Linked DNA regions of Gossypium hirsutum: region 2 is linked to region 1. A link is a contact called in public Hi-C data. All regions are on one chromosome and are shown on one strand. The core of a region is the stretch at or near the end of the contact, and the rest is flanking DNA. Distances in the headings are between cores, read along the strand shown. Region 1 holds the start of LOC121204913. Region 2 has its middle 6.8 kb from the start of LOC107949398.

Evidence for each region. Hi-C and Micro-C count contacts between places; a contact is called where the count stands out from the background.
Region 2: a contact with region 1 is called in a Hi-C map of leaf, with 2.0 times the contacts expected there. The contact joins the enhancer-like site here to the promoter of LOC121204913 in region 1. A contact is called at or near these places in 4 of 34 Hi-C or Micro-C datasets (callus, hypocotyl and leaf).

What each region holds. Positions count from the first base shown.
Region 1 is chrA08:4,946,440-4,949,511 of Gossypium_hirsutum_v2.1, reverse strand. It overlaps LOC121204913, which reads right to left and starts at 1,654. Exons shown (of 5, transcript XM_041075706.1): 1 at 1,326-1,654; 2 at 694-1,141; 3 at 374-598. The coding sequence starts at 1,095. LOC121204914 (UTP--glucose-1-phosphate uridylyltransferase) reads right to left here. Exons shown (of 21, transcript XM_041075708.1): 18 at 3,050-3,072; 19 at 2,859-2,963; 20 at 2,303-2,374; 21 at 1,925-2,195. The coding sequence ends at 2,163.
Region 2 is chrA08:5,084,519-5,087,465 of Gossypium_hirsutum_v2.1, reverse strand. No RefSeq gene overlaps it. Among protein-coding and RNA genes, the nearest start is that of LOC107949398, 6.8 kb to the left of the region's middle. Within about 2 kb of position 1,610, at least 9 of the 9 cell types and tissues checked have an H3K27ac peak or open chromatin away from gene starts, as enhancers often do. A contact at or near this core is called in hypocotyl and leaf, where this site is marked.

The DNA of each region.
Region 1 (3,072 bases), core at 405-2,904:
TTGAGAATATAAAACATACACAAAGGAATTTGCCACTTCAGAAGACATGAAAAAAGATGCAAGAACGGTGGTGTTTCTTATGCAACAACTATGAGTACATATTTTTAGTGAACTGACTCAATTTGATAAAAACACATATCTATCAGCAGTGCATAAATAGAATTGATTTATAGATTTAATCCTCTTTAGAATCTGGCAGCTAATACCACGAGTTCTTCATCCACAAAAAAGCCCTAGAGGTCAAAGAGAATATGCCTAGGAATTGGAAAGGTGATTTACTTACCTATTAGTGTTAGAAATTACATTAGTTTAAACTTTAATCACACATGTTAGAAATGGCAATTATTTTATGTGTTTCGAAGTTAAAACCAACCTGATGCAAATGGTGAGTTAACTCCCAACAGAGAAACATAGAAAAGCAGGCAGCATAGGAGATTATGTGTTGAATAAAAAAGTTCCCGAGCTTGAGATCAGTGCTAAAATGGTGTGGCAGAAATACCAACAGCAGTGCTGAAAATAGATAAGCTGCAGCAGAAAGCTTCAATGCCCTAATAATGGCGGAAGGGATCCCCATCTTGAAGCTAAAGAAAAGGGGACGCTGTAGACAAAAAGCAAACAAAACCCAAGTCATAAAACAGACTGAAAGAAGATATTTTTCAGAACAAGAAAGACTTAACAATATTATAAATTCACCTGAATGATGGGGAACTGCAATACCCATCGCCGCTTATAAACATAAAAAGAAGCGTAGAATAACCCGGAAGCAAAACCCTTAAAACCCACTCTTCCATTGAACCCACAAAAAGACACAGCTGAGAGAGAACCCGAAACAGCGGCGGCCGTCAGCAACACCGGAAAACTACGTCTAAATTTAGGTTGGGGAGATAAGACGGTAGAGAGGGACACAGAGAACAACAGCTGGGACAGATGAAAGCTGAAAAAGGAGACGAAGATTGCAGTGGCGGAGCGCCAGGAGACGATCGTTATAGTGAAGGCCAAGAAAATCAAGCTACTTAGAATCGATTGCCATAGTAGGAACCCTACCAACCGGTTCTTCACTACCATGTCTGATTCAGCTGCAGTCCATGAACACATACTGGGTTCCCCTTTTTTCCTTTTAAAAGATTCAAAATATCTGAAACTACTGCCACAAAAATAGATGTTTAGGTCAAAAGTTAATAAAAATTTTCAGCTACAAATATTTGAAGCAGAATTTTTATGTGCAATGCTGTGATAATCAAATTAATAGAAATTAAGAAAAGGAAATAATAAACCCAAAAATTTTATAAAAAAAAAAAACAAGGGAAAAGACGAGAGTTACTTACCCAATCAGTAGTTGAGCTATGGAGGGGAAGAGGGAGAGGGGAGAGGGGAGAGGGTTAGAGCTGGTGACAATGTGAGAATACGGTGCAGTCAAGGTCAAGGAGACCAACAAGATGGTGGGGAGAAGAGAAAAGGGCAAGGAACAGAAAAAAGAAGGGGGGAAATAAATAAGAGTGAAGGCAGTTTGACAGTATAGAGGAAAAAATTTTGGAGGCGGCTCATTTACGCTACATTTGATTTGAATGACCTTATAGACACGTGAAATATTTTTCCGGTCATTTGAGAATGAGTATAATGTATTTCATTGTCACTATAAAATATCTACAGTCCAGGGACAAGGATAGTAGTTGTTCAATTCTTTTTAATGCCAAACACTTGAACATCTTTTTTAGCTCATTCTTTTCTTACAGCAAATTCAATACATTCATATTTTAATTATTACTTAAATATGAACTAAATTTATTTTATCATTATAGATTTTAAATTATTAAAACAATTAATAGTAATCACATGAAATAGAACATATTAATTAATACAATAGAAAATTATATCCTTTAACAACTCTCAAGTCTCAAACTCAACCCACACTTCTTTGGCATCATTAGTACAAAGGAAAAATTATTTACTAATTCAGAAAGTATACAATATCAAAATTAATGTTTTTCAATAATATGCAGACCAAAATCAACCAATTTTTTTTTATATATATAAATATACTCAATGACTCAAGTTTGACTTCCGCAAGACCACAAAGTAGATACTACAACGTAACATGCTTTTATTTTCCGATCTAAAAATGGACCAAAAATCAGATATGTCAAATCTTAACCATTGAACCTTTAGCTGGATAAGTCTCCGGGGCCATTGATCTCCTGCCCACAATAAAAAACATTACAACCAATTAGCAAAACACAAAACCAATCCCAGTAATGGCTGTAAGAAAGAGACTGTGGTTCATTTGTCATCCCAATGTTTTCACCTTGTTTTCGATTACAATTCCGTCCGGAATCTCCAACTTTTCTCCTGGTTTTGCAGCAATTTTCACTTTTCCCTGTAAGAAAAGATAATAATTCCGTGGAAAATTTAAGTGTCAAGAAGAGGAGAAACTTGAAGCATGGTAACAGCAAAATTAGCACACAATCGTAGTCTGAATGATCAAACAAGTTTAAATCATCCGGTATCTGGATTTTCTAGCAGACCAAGTATCAAAACAATTGATTAAAAGTTTAAAACAATGGTCCAGATTTCCTGATAGCAAACATCGGCGACAAAATTGGCGAACTAGGGCAATAGATCAATAATTTATAACCATTCACACCATATTTAGGATCAAACTGATATTTGGACATATATTTTCATCAAAAGGATCATAATAGAGGGAAATTCTACTAAGCTGAATTCCGAACACTGCAACAATCAGGACAATATTCAATCTCACCAAAAGAGCCATTTTAATGCTTCGTAAATAGCTCATATGGAATGCAAAAGTCTAAGACATGCGAGTAGCTACACAACAGTTGGAGGGTGTAATATACCTTGAGAACCATACCAGCACCAAACCAAACATCACCAGTCACGGTAAGGCTATCAAGATTAATGATGCTTGGGATTGTCTTGAACCGACTTAAGAAGTTGCTAACCTGTTAAGAAAATTAATATATATTTATAGGTCATTATGGAAATAGCATCCATATAAAAGTGCAATATCAACATGATAAGTACTAACCTTCTTGAATTCAGGCCCCAATT
Region 2 (2,947 bases), core at 361-2,860, 140 kb before region 1:
TGGCCTACGACCAGGCCTCAAAACTGCTTTACTTATCCACAAGTCCACGGAGCTCGAGAATGCTATTGCGCTTGCCCAGTTGCATAAGCAACGGTCTCTTTTGGAAAAAGGGCTCCTAAAACCTACATTGGGCCATGGAAGGCCCATTTTGCCAACCCCTAAGTCGGCATCACCTTCTACAAACTCTATCTTGTCTTCTCCAACACCACTCAATGTTGCTACTCTCTTAGGGGTACGAAAGTTCCTTTTCAGCCTCTACTACAACTGTGACGAGAAATATTCGTATGATCATAAATGCAAGTCTAAGCCTCAATTTCTTTTTTTTGATGATGATCGTGACTCTTTTCCGTCTGCCAGCGATGAACTCACCCACAAAGAACCGTCTGATGCCTCTCTAGCTGCTCATCCACAACTTCAAGAAGTTCTTACAGCTTCTGCTCTTTCTTATAATGCATTGGACGGTGGCTATTCCACCACTACCTTCGATTTACTGGCTGCATTCACGATAAGCCAATATGGGTGCTTTTGCATTGGGATAGTATCCACAATTTTGTTCAGACCCGTTTGGCTACCTTTTTGCATTTGACTACTAAAGAAACTCCCTTATTCTCCGTTTTAGTCGGAAACGGTGAGCGGTTGCATTGTACAGGTTTTTGTCGTTAAGTCCTATTGGTCATTTAGGGTCAAGAGATTAATGTTGATTTTTCTGTTCTGCTTCTTAAGGGTTAGGGTATGGTTCTTAGGATTGAATGTTGGCGACTCTCGGGCTGGTTGTCACCAACTATGCCACCGCCCAATTTCAGTTTACCTACAACAATCAACCAATTTGTTGGTAAGGTGACACGTCTCCGATTGTTCATCAAGTTTAGTACAATTGTCTTCGACGAATGGCCCATACACAAGCTACTGCAGAGTATTTTTCACTCAAACTGCTGTGCCCCGACACGACTTCTCTTCCTCCGTATCCGACTGATCTCGTAGCTCTCTAATCGACCTTCTCGGATGTCTTTGCCAAACCTCTGGGTCTTCCACCAGCCCATCCAAACGATCATGCCATCCACTTGTTACCGAATACGGGACCCATCCAAGTTCAACCATACAGATATCCTCACTTCAGAAGAGAGAAATAGAGAAGTTAGTTCACAAAATGTTACGCGATGGTGTAATCAAACCCAGTACCAGTCTATTTTCTTCTTCTGTATTGTTAGTGCGCAAGAAGGACAGAACGTGATTTTGTGTTGATTATCGCGCCCTCAACGCTGTCACGGTCAAAGACCGATTTTCCATTCTGTCGATCCACGAATTGTTTGAGGAGCTCTATGTGCCCGATTTTATTCCAAATTGGATTTGTTGGCGGGTTATCATCATATTAGGATAAAGGCTGGTTATGAATGCAAGACAGCCTTCCGAACTCACGAGGGCCATCACCAGTTTTTGGTTATGCCATTTGGCTTAACCATCGCACTGTCAACATTTCAAATCCTGATGAACGATGTCTTCCGACCTTTTTTTCGTGTCTTTGTTCTGGGTTTTTTTTACAATATATTGGTCTATAGTTCAACTTGGGCTACTCATCTTCATCATGTTGAGCAGGTCTTTCAACGGCTTCGGATCCATCAGCTTATAGCTAAACAGTCCAAATGTTTGTTTGGCCAAGGTTCCATTGGCTATTTAGGACAGATTATTTTGGCCCAATGAATTGTTGTCGATCTTACCAAAATTCATGCCATTTCCTAATGGCCAACATCGACCACCGTTAATAAGGTCCAAAGTTTCTTGGGTTTCGCTGGCTATTACCACCATTTCGTCCGTCATTATGTTACCATCGCTGGACCTCTTACTGATTTGCTAAAAAATGACAACTTCTATTGAACTTCCCAAGTGGCGGATGCTTTTTTCCGTTTGCAACAGTTACTTGCTTCGGCTTCGATTTTGCAATTGATGGATTTTATCAAACCTTTTGTTCTCGAAACGGATACTACCAGAGTAGGTATTGGCACCATTTTGTCCCAGGATCATATCCAATTGGTTATTTCAGCCAAAAGCTCAATCATCGAATGTAATCTGCTTCCACTTATCAACGGGAGATGTTCGCCATTACACAAGTAGTCACGAAATGGGGCCAGTATTTGTTGGGTCAACGATTTTCCATTATTACCAATTAACAATCTTTCCGGTGTTTCACTGATCAAGTGATTCAGACACCGGAGCAACAGAATGATTTGCGAAACTCATAGGATATGATTTTGAAATTCGATACCGCCTAGGAAAGTCTAACCTCGCCGTCGATGCCTTATCTCAAGTTCCTTTGACATCATTTACGCTCTCATGCCCAATTTTTACAATTGTAGACGTTGTAGGTCTTGCTACTCAATCCCATCCAGAAGTCCAAGAATTGCGTCACCATCTTCACTCCAATCCTCCAATTACTACCTAACTTTGCCTACAATGATGGACTTCTTTTCTTTCGTGACCGTCTAGTCCATCCATTAAATTCACCACTTCGTCACCAACTATTGTCAGAATTTCATTCGTCTTCGATTTGTGGTCATGTTGGCATTACAAGAACATTTCATAGACTATTTTCCAATTTCTACTGGAAAGGTATGCGTCACGATGTTCATCAGTTTGTTTCTAAATGTCAAATATGAAAAATAAAACATCGATAATGACGATGTATCGCAAAGAAAAAATAAAGAAAAAATATATTTTTACGTGAAAACCCATTCGGGAAAAGAACCACGGGCAGAAAAGAAGACAATTCACTATATCAAATTAGAATAAAATACAAGAGGAGTAGACTATCTCTATTTATAGGCTTGAAAAATCATATTCTTATAGGATGAGTGTAGTAAGGTTGAAACACCTTATTCTAATCAATATCAAATAGATGATGTGCGATAAGTTTGAAAAACCTTATTCCAAAATAAAATAAAATCAAAGAAGT